Regions from separate parts of the Oryctolagus cuniculus genome. Here region 1 is linked to region 2. The links are chromatin contacts, called in public Micro-C maps. All regions are on one chromosome and are shown on one strand. Each heading gives the region's core, a stretch centred on a gene start, on an enhancer-like site or on the middle of the called end of the contact. The rest is flanking DNA. Distances are from core to core; before and after follow the strand shown.

Evidence for each region. Hi-C and Micro-C count contacts between places; a contact is called where the count stands out from the background.
Region 1: a contact with region 2 is called in a Micro-C map of ear pinna, with 7 times the contacts expected there. The contact joins the promoter of GLUL here to the enhancer-like site in region 2. A contact is called at or near these places in 3 of 6 Hi-C or Micro-C datasets (ear pinna, skin fibroblasts and an unstated tissue).

The regions. Positions count from the first base shown.
Region 1 is chr13:797,928-803,883 of mOryCun1.1, reverse strand. GLUL (glutamate-ammonia ligase) reads left to right here and starts at 4,147. Exons shown (of 6, transcript XM_051840972.2): 1 at 4,147-4,312; 2 at 4,958-5,119. The coding sequence starts at 4,147.
Region 2 is chr13:704,704-711,099 of mOryCun1.1, reverse strand. No RefSeq gene overlaps it. Among named protein-coding and RNA genes, the nearest start is that of GLUL, 92 kb to the left of the region's middle. Within about 2 kb of position 4,724, at least 4 of the 8 cell types and tissues checked have an H3K27ac peak or open chromatin away from gene starts, as enhancers often do. A contact at or near this core is called in ear pinna, where this site is marked.

The DNA of each region.
Region 1 (5,956 bases), core at 2,898-5,397, 93 kb before region 2:
GGTCCAGCAGGTGGCGTTGGCGGAATCCAACTCCAGGCTTGGCAGAACTGCAAGCCGGGCTCAGCGCTGTTGCTCAGGGGCCGCGCACGGCGCCCCTGCCCTCCCCACGGCACACCCACAGACTCACTGCTGTGCGGGTCCCCTGCACCGCCTCGTTCAGACACGTGCCGCTAAGCATCTGCAGGCTTAAGCAGTTCCCAGGGCCCGGCCCCACCAGAGGCCCCACCAGGGGGCGCAACGGCCACACCACGCGGTCGCAGGGAGTGCTGGAGCAACAGGCCCAGGGCCACTGGCGGCAGGGAGGAGCGGCCGCCCAAGTGGAGGCTAGGAGGCAGTCAGTGTTGGGTGACCACCGCATTCCCACGCTCTTCCTCAGCCTCGGTGGTGGCCCAGGCCGGGGAGAGTGCGGGGAACAAACAGTGTCTGATATCACGGGCTCCTAAGACGGTGACCCACGCCGGGACCGACCAGCACCAGTCCATGACCCGCACCAGGATCCGCCCCGCCCCGCGGACTCCAGGGCCTCCCCACCGCTGTCCTCACTGGCAGCTGGGGGAGCCCAGGGGTCCCTGAGTTGGATTTTTCCGGGTGCTGCTCAGCGCTCGAATCAGGCCCAGCGTCCTGTGAGCTGCAGAGCACGGAGCCCCGCCTGGCAGTGCCGGCACCCCTGCAGCTCGGGTGCAAGCAGGGGTGGACCGATCTGCGCCCCAACTGCCCAGAGGGAGGTGCGAGGCGCCAGCTCCAGCCACAGCCAGGGGCTCCCCGCAGGAACCCGTGTCGGGCTGGGTTCCCTGGGCGACCCTGGCCTGACCGAAGTCCTCAGCGAGAGCCTGGTGACCTCATTCCCGCAGGAATGAGGAATGTGTGAGGTAGAAGGGCTGGGTCCCTCTGAGCCTAACCTGCGCCTGCAGGCAGCACACAGGCCCGGGGAGCACTCTCAGGTCAGGGCCCAGGGTGGCCCACGTGCAGACAGGGGTCTTTTCAGAGAGAGGGCTGGACACTGGGGCCCGCGATGCCACCACCCGGGTGAGTCCTGGCTGCTCCCTTCTGATCCAGCTCCCTCCTGATGGCCGGGGAAGTAGCAGGAGATGGCCCAGGGCTTGGGCCCCTGCACCCACGTGGGAGGCCGGGAAGAAGCTCCTGGCTCCTGACTCGGGCAGCCGCGCCTGGTGTGGCCATTTGGGGATGAACCAGCACGTGGAAACTATCCCCCTCTCTCTCACTTGGCCTTTTAAGTAACCAAATAACTAACAAATCCAAGCGTGAGCAGAACTCACTGGTTAAACCCACCCTAAATGAAGCCTTCATCTCAGCAGCCGAACAAGATGGAGGACACGCAGGTGGCCTCGGGCTCCTGGCGCTGCCTGGGGACAAACCCTGGTCTGCACCAGCGGTCCCCGCCCCACCCACCCGGGCCTCGCAGCTCTGGCAGAGAGCAAAGCAGGATCAGAGCCCCCGCCAGCCTCCACGCCGCAGGGGCGAGAGGCAGCCCGGCTCGTGGGGTCAAGCCCTGTAGCACCTGCCCTGGAAGAGCTGGGCGGGCAGCGGGCGGCCACCGAGGATGGGAGGACAAAGGCGGCACCGTCCTACTGCTGCCCTGGCCTGGCACGGGGCCTCCTGCTCTCCCCCGCTCTGGACTGGTCCCTCAGGACTCACAGGGCCCCAGCAAGGTGGGATAGGTGAGCGAGGGGCTGGCCGAGGACAGGAATTCGGGGTCACAGGGACAGATCACCGCGGGTCTGGTTCCCTTCTGGGAAAAGCAGCTCAGAGCACAGTCTCCCTTGATGCTGCCGCCTCCGTGTGTGTGTTCGGCAAACACCATCGATCCAAGGGCGCCCTGGGCACACGGCTGCAGGAGTCGGGCCTCACAGCGGCAACGTGGGCACCTGCCAGGCACAGTGCCCAGGAGCTGCCACCTGGCGCCCGGTCCTCACAGCCAGCTTCCCAGTGCAGGCAGCAGCGGCCAGGGCCAGAGCACCCCTCCCCCTGCGCGGCTTGAGCTGCTGACACCCAGACCTCCCAGGAGGAGGGCACGGGCTCCCCCAGGCCCCAGTCTTCGTGCAGGAAGCAGAAGCAGAGGGCAATAAAACAAGCCCATGCCCGCAGGGTCCCGGCCAGCACCACCGCAGCCACTGCCCTGCCAAGCGCCCAGTTAGTCCCCGTGGGCCCCAGGAAACAGGGCTCCCCGGGCACTTCCCACACAGGGCTTCCCGCAGCCCCAGTGAAGGCCGCACCTGTCACCCCGGGGCGCTGCGCGGCTCATCCGAGGGCCAAGCCGGCCTGTGTGCCCCTGGGGTCCTGTGGATGGTCAGATCTGGACCCGGGGCTGTGTGCGAGGTCGGCCTGCGCTGAGGTCGGGGCCCCACCAGAACAAACTCCCCCTTCTCTGCCAATCGCCCCGGAGCGCAAGCTGACATCCAGATACCCGAGCCCCGAGAGATGCGGGAAACGCTGGGCCGCCTCCCTGTGCGGGAGCGCGTGCACCTGTGCGGGAGGCTGCATTCCCACAACAGGCGGCGATCAGGGCGCCCGGCTGAGGGTCACCCTCTCAAGTGAGAAGCAAAGTCAGGGCCATCTTCTCCGGGAACCCCGCACTTCCGATGCTCCCGCATTACGCCGCGCGCCCACCTCGGCAGGGCACGTGGTTCCCGGTTGCGGGGCAGCCCCGAAGGGCGGCCTCAGGCCCTGGCCTCCCAGGACCCTGTCGGGACCCTGGCCTTGTCTCTGCGCCCCGATGCCGCGGCGCACCCGCGAGGATCCGCACTGCCCCGGGGCCCCCGGCGAAGCGCCCAAGTCGGCTTCCGCGGCGCCGTCGCCGGCAGGGGGCGCCCCTCGGAGCCCTGCTCGCCGGAGCCCCACGCGGCCCGCACATCCCGCCGGCCCCGCCCCGCGCCGAAGTCGCCATCTTCGCTCCCCTCCCCCCGGCGCCTTGCGGGTCGTCCTCGGCCGCGGAGCCAATCAGGGCGCGGGGCGGGCCGGGGCGGGCCCGGGCGGTCGGGCCGCAGATAAAGCGCGGGCCGCGGGGCCCCGGGAGCCAGGACCGGAGCAGAGCGCCGCCGCCGTTGCGCGCCGGCCTGCGCCGTCCGACCCCGCCGCTCCCACCGCTCCCGCCGTCCCCGCCGTCCAGGTGAGTGCGCGGGTGGGCGCCGCCTGGCCCGCAGGGTCCCCGTGCCGCCGGGTGACCCAACAATGCGGCCGCGCCCCCGGCCCGCGCCGCGTCCGCCGGGCCGGGGCCGAGACGAGGCGCGCAGGGCGCGGGGCGCGCAAGGTGGAGTCGCGCTGCTCCCCCGGGGGCGGGAAGCGGGGGGGCCCCAGCCGCAAGGCGGCCCCGAAAGCCGCGGACGAAGATGAGGACGACGGCGCCTCGCGCTCCTCCGATTCCCCCTCCAACTGCTTCGGCTTCGTGGCCTACTCGGTGAACTCTGGGGAGAGGGCGCGCGCCAAGGTCAAGACCTCGGGCCCTTGGAGCGAGCGCCTTGCGTCCCCGGCGCCGTCGCCGCGGAAGCTCCGGTGCCTGGACCAGCACGACACGGAGCCGGCGGGGCGCGAGCGGGGGGTCCGGGCGGGGGGGCTCCGCGCCGCGCCGCACCTGCCATGGCCGGACCTGCCGCGGCTCGGGTGAGCGCCTGGAGCAAGGCGGGCCCAGGGCCTGGGGCCGGGGGACTCGAGCCCGGGTGGGCCCCGCCCAGCGCAGCCGCCGGCCCCGCCCGGGAAGCGGCGTCTGTTTTCCCTGCGGTGGGGATTTGGGGTCACGGCCTGTAGTTGCTAGAACTGTGGTTTGGGGGGGCCTCCCGCCCTCCGCCTCCTGTCCGAGGGTGGGGGTCTCCTCCAGGGCGGCAGCCTCGGCTTCTGAGCTCTCGCGTGGAGTACGAAAAGGGGGAAGCAGGCCCCGAGGGAGCAGATCCCAGCTCGGTCCCGGGGCCCAGGCCGCCACCCCCTGAGCTAGCAGCAGGAGTGGGGCTGGGACTCCGGGCCTGGGCTGCGTGTGAGTCGGGGCCTGGTGACCAGATCCGTCTCTGGGGCCGGTGCGCCGCCGGCTTCCTCCTGCGGGCTGGGCGTGTTGCTTGGGAGGGAGGGGCGGCCCCGGCTGGTGCAGGCTCGCCCACGGTGTCGTGTTGCTTCGCTCTCCCCAGAACGCCATCCACCATGGCCACCTCGGCAAGCTCCCACCTGAACAAGGGCATCAAGCAGGTGTACATGGGCCTGCCGCAGGGCGAGAAGGTGCAGGCCATGTACATCTGGATCGACGGCACGGGGGAGGGGCTGCGCTGCAAGACACGGACGCTGGACTGCGAGCCCAAGTGCGTGGAAGGTGAGTCGGCCAGGAGGCCGCCCCCGCCACGGCGGCCCCTGCGGGGCTCGGCAACAAAGGGACCCTGTGTTTGAGAGGAGGCCTGAGCCAGAACCAGGGTGTTTAAAAGGAAAAAAAAAGATTTAAAAGCTTTGCAGGGGTAGGGGGCGTGGCCATGCTGAGAGTCCCCGTCAGGCAGTGCCCATGCACCTGTTCCCGGGGGGCTCCTGCGTGGTCGTGGCCCCGTGGGAAGGGCCCCCAGGGGGTGCCCAGGACACGGAGTTGTGCACTGCCTGCAGGCGGCCGAGGAGCCCGGGGGCGCCAGGAACAGGTCTGCATAACCTGGGAACATGCTGTGGGCGGGTCCCGAGCCGCCTGCCCGGGGGTGGGGGTGGGGTGTGACTTCAGAGGTCTAGCATGTGCCTCCCGGTGCACAGGGGACTTCTGGGGGGAGGGGGTGACAGGTCCCTGGGGCGGTTTCTGTGACTTGTCTTCATGAGACAATGCCTGACAGTGCCTCGGTGGTCTTGCTGGGAGGCAGCCACCAGGGTACGCAGGGGAAGCAGCCTTGTGCCCCTCCGGGACGGGACCCCGCTGTGGGGCCGGGAGGGGGACTGGCTGCCTGCCTGCATGAGGCCTCACGGAATTTTCCGTCTGTCCCGCCAGAGCTGCCCGAGTGGAACTTTGACGGCTCGAGCACCTTCCAGTCGGAAGGCTCCAACAGCGACATGTATCTGGTCCCCGCCGCCATGTTCCGCGACCCCTTCCGCAAGGACCCCAACAAGCTGGTGTTCTGCGAGGTCTTCAAGTACAACCGGAAGCCGGCAGGTGTGTGGGGCGGGTGGGAGCCCCGGGCCTGACCTGCGAAGAGGTGGTGGTCCTGGAGCCGCCTTGGGTTCTGGGGCTTGAGCGTCCGTGGCTGCGCGCCGGCTTGCTCTGGAGAGGAGCTGCCGTGGCTGGGCCGTGGCTGGGCCGTGGCTGGGCCTGCCTGCTGAGGGCGTTGCATTCTTCTGCCTGTGCACTGGGGAGGGGGGGGGGCCTGAGTCCTGGGCTGCCCCTGGTGGGCAGTGAGCTCCCGAAGCGTCTCCTCATCTTGCGGTAGGGACGGTGACGACCGCGTCCTTAGAAGACGTGAGCCGGCACACGCCGTCAGGCCTGCTGGGGGCCGTGCTGTGCTGCCGTCCTCTGGGCCCCCGCCGCTCCTCGCGTGCAGCTCCGCCCCCCTTTTTCCTGTGCAGCCTCTTGCTCCCGCCAGTGAGGCTGCGGGGTCCCCAGGCCTCGGTGCCCCGGGGAGGCAGAGCTCCAGTGCCGAGACGGCCACGGGCCAGGGTTGTGGTGAGGGCTTGGCCGAGCGCTTCTGGGCGACACAAAGGTTGCACGGGTTCCTGGGCACAGTTAAGTCTGTGAAAGCCTTGCTAATGGGGACGCTGTTTCCAGCTGAGGTCACCTGACCTGGGTCTTCCTGCACCAGCAGCGCCCTGCTGCCCAGGGCGAGCGCCTCGGTCAGCCGTGGGCTCCAGGAGCCCGGGGAGGGAGGGGAGGGCGGGGCGGCCCGGTGCCTGGCTCCCTCGCCTGTCCCGATGGAGCTTGCGCCCCGGGGCCTGGTGTCGTGAGTTCGCCTGCGGCCCAGGTCCTTCAGGGTCGCCCCGCAGGTGCTGCTGTATG
Region 2 (6,396 bases), core at 3,475-5,974:
CAACTGTGAAACTCTAAAAAGGAAGCATAGGGAAAATCTTCCTTACGTTGGGTCTGGCAGTGATTTCTTGGCTATGACACGGAAAGGAGAGCAGAAGCAGTAAAAGGAGGAGTGGAGAACCTGGACTCTCCTGAAAGTTTCAAAATTTGTGCATTAAATGTGCATAGTAAAATGGCAACCTACAGAATGGGAGAAAATATTTGCAAATTGTGTATCCCACAGGGGTTGATATTCAGAATACATAAAGAACACATAAAACTCAACAATAGCAACAAACCCCAAAAATCAAATTCAAAATGGGTAAAAGACTTGAATAGATGATTCTCCAAAAAGCTATAAGTAGCCAATAAGCACATGAAGGAGATGTTCAATGTTGCCATTCATTAGAGCAATGCAAATAAAACCTACAGAGAGATCCACCCAAAACAACCAGGCCGGCTACTCTCAAACAAAACAAAGCAAAACAAATGGGAGAACTTGGAACCTGTGTACACTGTTGGTGGGAACGTAGAAAACTACTCGCTGTGAAAAACAGTATGGAAGTTTCTGAAAAAATTAAAAATAGAATCAACATATGATTCAGCAATCCCACTTCTGGGTAAACAGCCCAAGACTTGGGAGTAGGGAGTTGCATCACTGTTCTAATACAGCCATTTCACAGCACTGGACCCAGGGCCAACATTGTCTACCATCAGATGAGTGGGCCAGCATATGTGCCCTCTGAATAAGTGGAATATTATTCAGTCACAAACACGCAGGGAATTCTGACGTACGTAGAGTCATGGATGAGAGCGCAGGACGTTACAGTCAGTAAAATAAGCAGTCCATGAAGACAGAAACGGATAGGTGGTCTGAATAGTCAAAATCATAGCAAAGAAATAGATTTGGGGCTCCCAGGGACGGGGTGGGGGCAAAATGGGTACAGAGTTTTCAGTTTTATGAAGAGAGACACAGAGGTGGATTTTGGGGTGGCTACACAATATTTTAAATGTGGTTAATACCACTGAACTGAACACTTAAGCATAGTTAAATAACAAATTTTATATTACATATTTCCTACCATAATAAAAATCATAAATTTTTGAAAGTTGTATTTGAGGGGTGTAGAGAGAAGCAGAGAGGTGTAGGAAGTTGGTTCACTCCTCTAATTCTTCCAATGGCTGGGCTGGGCCGTGGCCAGAGCTGGGTACCTGGAACGCCATCAGGGTGTCCCACGTGAGTGGCAGGGGTCCTATGACCAAAGCCATCTCCCCTGCCTCCCTGGGCTGGGGTCTGTACTGACAGGAAGTCAGAAGCAGGAGCTGGAGCCACAGCGAGCAGCTGAACTCCGTGGTCTGGGATATGAGGGTCTTAACAGGGGCCTCAACCTCTAGGCCACGTGCCTGCCTCCCCACATAATGATTTTTAAAAAAGAATTCACCATGTCAGTTAACAGATGACAAACTTGCAAAAAAGAGAAAAGTACGTAAGAGAAAAGCAATTTTAGAGGCCTCTCAAGCATTTTAGAAAAAGACACATTCAGGTTTTGACCATGGAGTCACTGACTGAATGATTAATAATGTTGACTGTCGTGGTTCTGAATGCGACGTGTTGTCCTGGGCTGTGTCCGGGAGCAGGACTATGAATGGAGTGTGTAGTCGAGTTGATGGTATTGCACCAGTTTTCCTCAAAGTTCTGTGGTTGGGTAAGATGTTAGCATTTTAAAAATATGGGTGAAGAGTTGGAAAAAAACAAGGAATGAAAGTGGAAGCGACTGGGCCCACAGGGCTCTGAGCAGAAATCTTTATGGCACAGAACAGCAAAGAATGTGACCTCACTGAAGAGAAGCCACCGGGAACCTCAGAACTCAGCAGGAAACGCACGGGGAGGTCAGGGAGGGGCTTCCCCTGGGCGGGGATGGCTCCCCGCCTGGATGGACGCCCGCTGCAGGTTGCCCGGAGGCGGCTTTACAGGAACTGGAAGGGCTGGGTGGTGAAAACAGCCTTTGGTGGAGCGAGGTCCTGCCTGCCGACTACAGTTCTGGAAAGTTTCTGAACCTGGGGCTCTGCCAGTGCCAGGCCGCCCGTCGGCCTGCCGCAAACAGCCTGGGGGACAGAAAAACCGGCTGACCACAAGCCCAGCACCCAGAGCTCCAGGGATGGGCGCTCTGGGCTGCAGCGCAAGGACCAGGCTGTGCAGGCGGGTGAGAGCTCGGGGAGCGCAGCCTGAACAACACTGGCGGCAGCAGGCAGCTGCTGGCCCTCGTTGAGGTGCAAATCCGAAGGCTGGCAAACGGGTCAGACTTCAAACCCTGGGCCAGTTCCCCTGGGGGCCCCTTCTCCCCTGGAGCACAGGCCCCCGCTGTGTGGAGCCTGCCGCCTTTTTCTTGGTCAGCTCCCTGCCCCTGTCTCTTTAGATGAGGCCCGCAGTGTCGCCCACGCTGAGCGCCGAGCAGTAGCTGCACCTCGCTGTGTGCATGGGCACAGGTGCGGGCCTCGAGAGCCGGTGTCTGCCGCGGCTTGGGGGCCACGTGTGTGGTCTCCCTTGCCCGAGATGGATGGGCGTGGCCACTGGCCAGTGAAGCTTTGTGCGACCTTCACGTGCCATGGAATGCCATTCGTTCCATCTTCTCCGGTAAGTCAGGTAAATCCAGCAGCCCACAGGAACGCAGAGGCCGCCAACATGGCCTGCTCAGCGGCGGCTCCCGAGCCCTGGAGATGTTGACAGCATGGCACAGAGCCAAGACATAGCACAAGCAATGCAGGACGGCTTGTTCACAGCCGTGTGGATTGCGTGCTGCAGCCGTGACGTGTTGGATATGCGCCTTCCAATGCATTTCTGTTCCCTGCTTCCTTCTCCTGGATTGACTCATGCTGTCTGCCGCGCAGCAACGTGGCCGACGGGGTCCCTGGCCGCGCCCCTGGGCTCCCAGCTGCCGCATCCCAGGCGAGCAAGGGGCTCCACAGGGCCCAGGAGGCCCAAGTCAGAGGAGCCTCCGGCTTGTCATGTCTGCACGCGTGTTTTAGAGACCTGCCGTGTGCTGCTCCGATCTGCCTCCTGGCATTTGGGGCACTGCCGGACCACCCGAGCCCACTCCCACTAACCCGTGGGCAGTGGTGTGGCCCCAAGTCCTGTGGCCGCTCAGCCCTGGCGTTCCCAGCTGTGCACAGAGGGGGACGGTGAATTTGCACTCAAAGGGGGAACTGTGAGGTTTTGAAGCTTACTCTGGACAAAATGCCCCTGTGTGGCACCTCCAGGCCTGCACCGAGGCTTGTGAGCCCGGCAGCCGGCACAGAGGCCATTTGCCCAAGTGGCAGAATGTTTGGGTGGGGGAGGGTGGGGCGGGAGCCCCCGGGGAGAACGCCGGAGGACAGCCCTGAGCAGCTGTCTGCTTACACCCCTCTGCCTTCCCAGCTGCTGCCGAAGCTCCAGGGGCCCCGTGGCCACACAGACGCTGCAAACCCCGTGTCTTGGGTGGTGCCCCTGCTCGGGCAGAAGCCCCTGGACCTCTCGTCTCAGAAGCTGTGTCTTCCACTTAGCGGCTTCCCCCTAGAAAATGCAGCTCTGCACAGAAGTGGACACATGAGAATGAACTTTAAACAAATTTGTTTATTGTCTCCTCTCAGGGAGGGGAGGCAGAGAGCTTGCATCTGCTGGTTCACTCCCCCAAGTTCCTGAGATGGCCAGGGGTCAGCCAGGCCAAAGCCCGGAGCCGAGAACTCCACCCAGGCCTCCTACGTGGGTGGCAGGGGCCGGTGCCACCCCCAGGGTGCGCATCAGCAGGAAGCGGGAGGTGGGAACTGAGCCCAGGCTTCCTGATGCCAGACGAAGGCCTAATGCCACCCGAACAGCTGGATTCGCAAGTCCCTGTGTATGTGAGAGGCCCGGCCAGGTGTGAAGTCCCTGTGTGTGAGAGGCCCAGCCAGGTGTGAAGTCCCTGTGTATGTGAGAGGCCCGGCCAGGTGTGAAGTCCCTGCGTATGTGAGAGGCCTGGCCAGGTGTGAAGTCCCTGTGTATGTGAGAGGCCCGGCCAGGTGTGAAGTCCCTGCGTATGTGAGAGGCCTGGCCAGGTGTGAAGTCCCTGTGTGCGAGAGGCCTGGCCAGGTGTGAAGTCCCTGTATGTGAGAGGCCCGGCCAGGTGTGAAGTCCCTGTGTGTGAGAGGCCCGGCCAGGTGTGAAGTCCCTGTGTGTGAGAGGCCTGGCCAGGTGTGAAGTCCCTGTGTATGTGAGAGGCCTGGCCAGGTGTGAAGTCCCTGTGTGTGAGAGGCCTGGCCAGGTGTGAAGTCCCTGTGTATGTGAGAGGCCCGGCCAGGTGTGAAGTCCCTGTGTGTGAGAGGCCTGGCCAGGTGTGAAGTCCCTGTGTATGTGAGAGGCCCGGCCAGGTGTGAAGTCCCTGTGTGTGAGAGGCCCGGCCAGGTGTGAAGTCCCTGTGTGCGAGAGGCCTGGCCAGGTGTGAAGTCCCTGTGTATGTGAGAGGCCCGGCCAGGTGTGAAGTCCCTGTGTGTGAGAGGTCCAGTCAGGCATGCAAATCCCCCGTGTGTGTGAGAGAGGTCCAGCTGGTGGTCTCCGGTGCCCCCTGGCTCCCAGGCTGCTCCCCAGGACCCAGCAGCCTTCCTCCTGCCCCCAGCCTCCTGCACCTCTGGCTCCACTCCCGCTCCTGCCCCAGAGTCCGAGCACAGCTGGGGCGCGAGGCCTGGGGCGAGAGGCGGACGCAGCTGGCTGGGCTCCTGAGGAAAACAAGTGGAGGCCCGAGGGAAACGTCCTGTTCCTGCAACCTGATCCCTGCCCGCAGGCCCGTGGGACCCGTCCGGGCAGATGGAAACTCACTGTGCAGGGCAGGCTGGGGTGCGGGGCCAGCAGGCGGAGGGCTGGCCAAGGCCCCAGCTCCTGGGGGGCCCTGGCAGCCGCCGAGTCCTCACAAGGAGGACCCGGATCCACAAAGGGGCTGGGACAAAGGGTTGCTGGCCGGCTGGGGCTGCGGGCCTCACGCAGACGCGGATGGGGGAGGCTGGACAGCGAGCGTCACACGGGTGGGGGTGCTGACCGCTGACCGCGTGCCAGGCTCTGTGTAGCGCCGCTGACCCGTTTCCTCGAGCTTGGGACCGTGTGGGATTCTCGCTGAACTGGAAAACAGGAAGCCGAGAGCTGCCTCCGTGTCAGCTCTGGGAGCTGCCCTAGCTGGAACGCCCACCAGGGGCCAGCCGGTGCCCTGGCACCAGGAAGCTGCCCGGCCCCACAGGGACCTCGGGCGTGAGGGTCAGGGTGTCACGGCCCCCGGAATCTGTGGACCCTCGGTCCCCACCCCCACCTCCACGGAGCCAGGGACAAAGCTCGCTCAGGCCCCTGCTCTGGCGCCACCTGGTGGCTCTGACGTGACTGCGCAGCCGACTCGGCCCTCCCAGGCAAACCCCACCAGAGGCGGCCAGTGCTCCCCTACCCATAGGCTCCCCATTGCTTTCTCTCCCGGGCCGGACCCCCAAGTCAAGGGATCTTGAGACCCTGCTTCTTACAGGGCTGCCAGCGGGACGTCTTATTGGAAGCTTTTATTCAGTTTCCCAGAGAGAACTTCCACCCTGTTCCCCAGGGTCTGGGACCTGCAGCCCGTGTATGCCCAAATGTGTGAGCCCACCAACACCAGACCTGTGCCCATGCCTGGGGGTTGAGCCTGCCCCAGGGCCTCCGTGAGGACACAAGCGACAGCCTCCACCCTGAACTTGACCAGGATGCCCAGTGCCAGGCTGGCTTCCCAGCACGGCGGGGAGTCAGCCACCACCTGCAGGCCTGGAGGGCCTGAGGGGCAGGAGAGGAGAGACACGAGGTTGGGATTAGGACGAGATCTGGGTTGGGGAGGTGTGAAGGAGCACCATGGAGGACACCACAGCCACGTGCTGTGGCCTGGGCAAGTGTGGCTGGGGGGGCGAGTGTGGCATAGGTCAAGTGGGCTTGGCCTGGGCGAGTGTGGTGTGGCTCACGTGGGTGTGGCCTGGGTGAGTGGTGTGGCTGGGGGGGGCGAGTGTGGCATAGTTCAAGTGGGCTTGGCCTGGGCAAGTGTGGCTGGGGGGGGCGAGTGTGGCATAGGTCAAGTGGGCTTGGCCTGGGCGAGTGTGGTGTGGCTCACGTGGGTGTGGCCTGGGTGAGTGGTGTGGCTGGGGGGGCGAGTGTGGCATAGTTCAAGTGGGCTTGGCCTGGGCAAGTGTGGTGTGGCTCGGGTGGGCTTGACCTGGGTGAGTGGTGTGGCTCAAGTGGGTGTGGCCTTGGCGAGTGTGGGGTGGCTCGAGTGGGCGTGGCCTGGGTGAGTGTGGTGGCTCGAGTGGGCGTGGCCTGGGTGAGTGTGGTGGCTCGAGTGGGCATGGCCTGGGTGAGCATGGCGTGGCTCAGGCGGGCAAGTTCAGGGTCTGCAGAGCTGGCACAGACCCC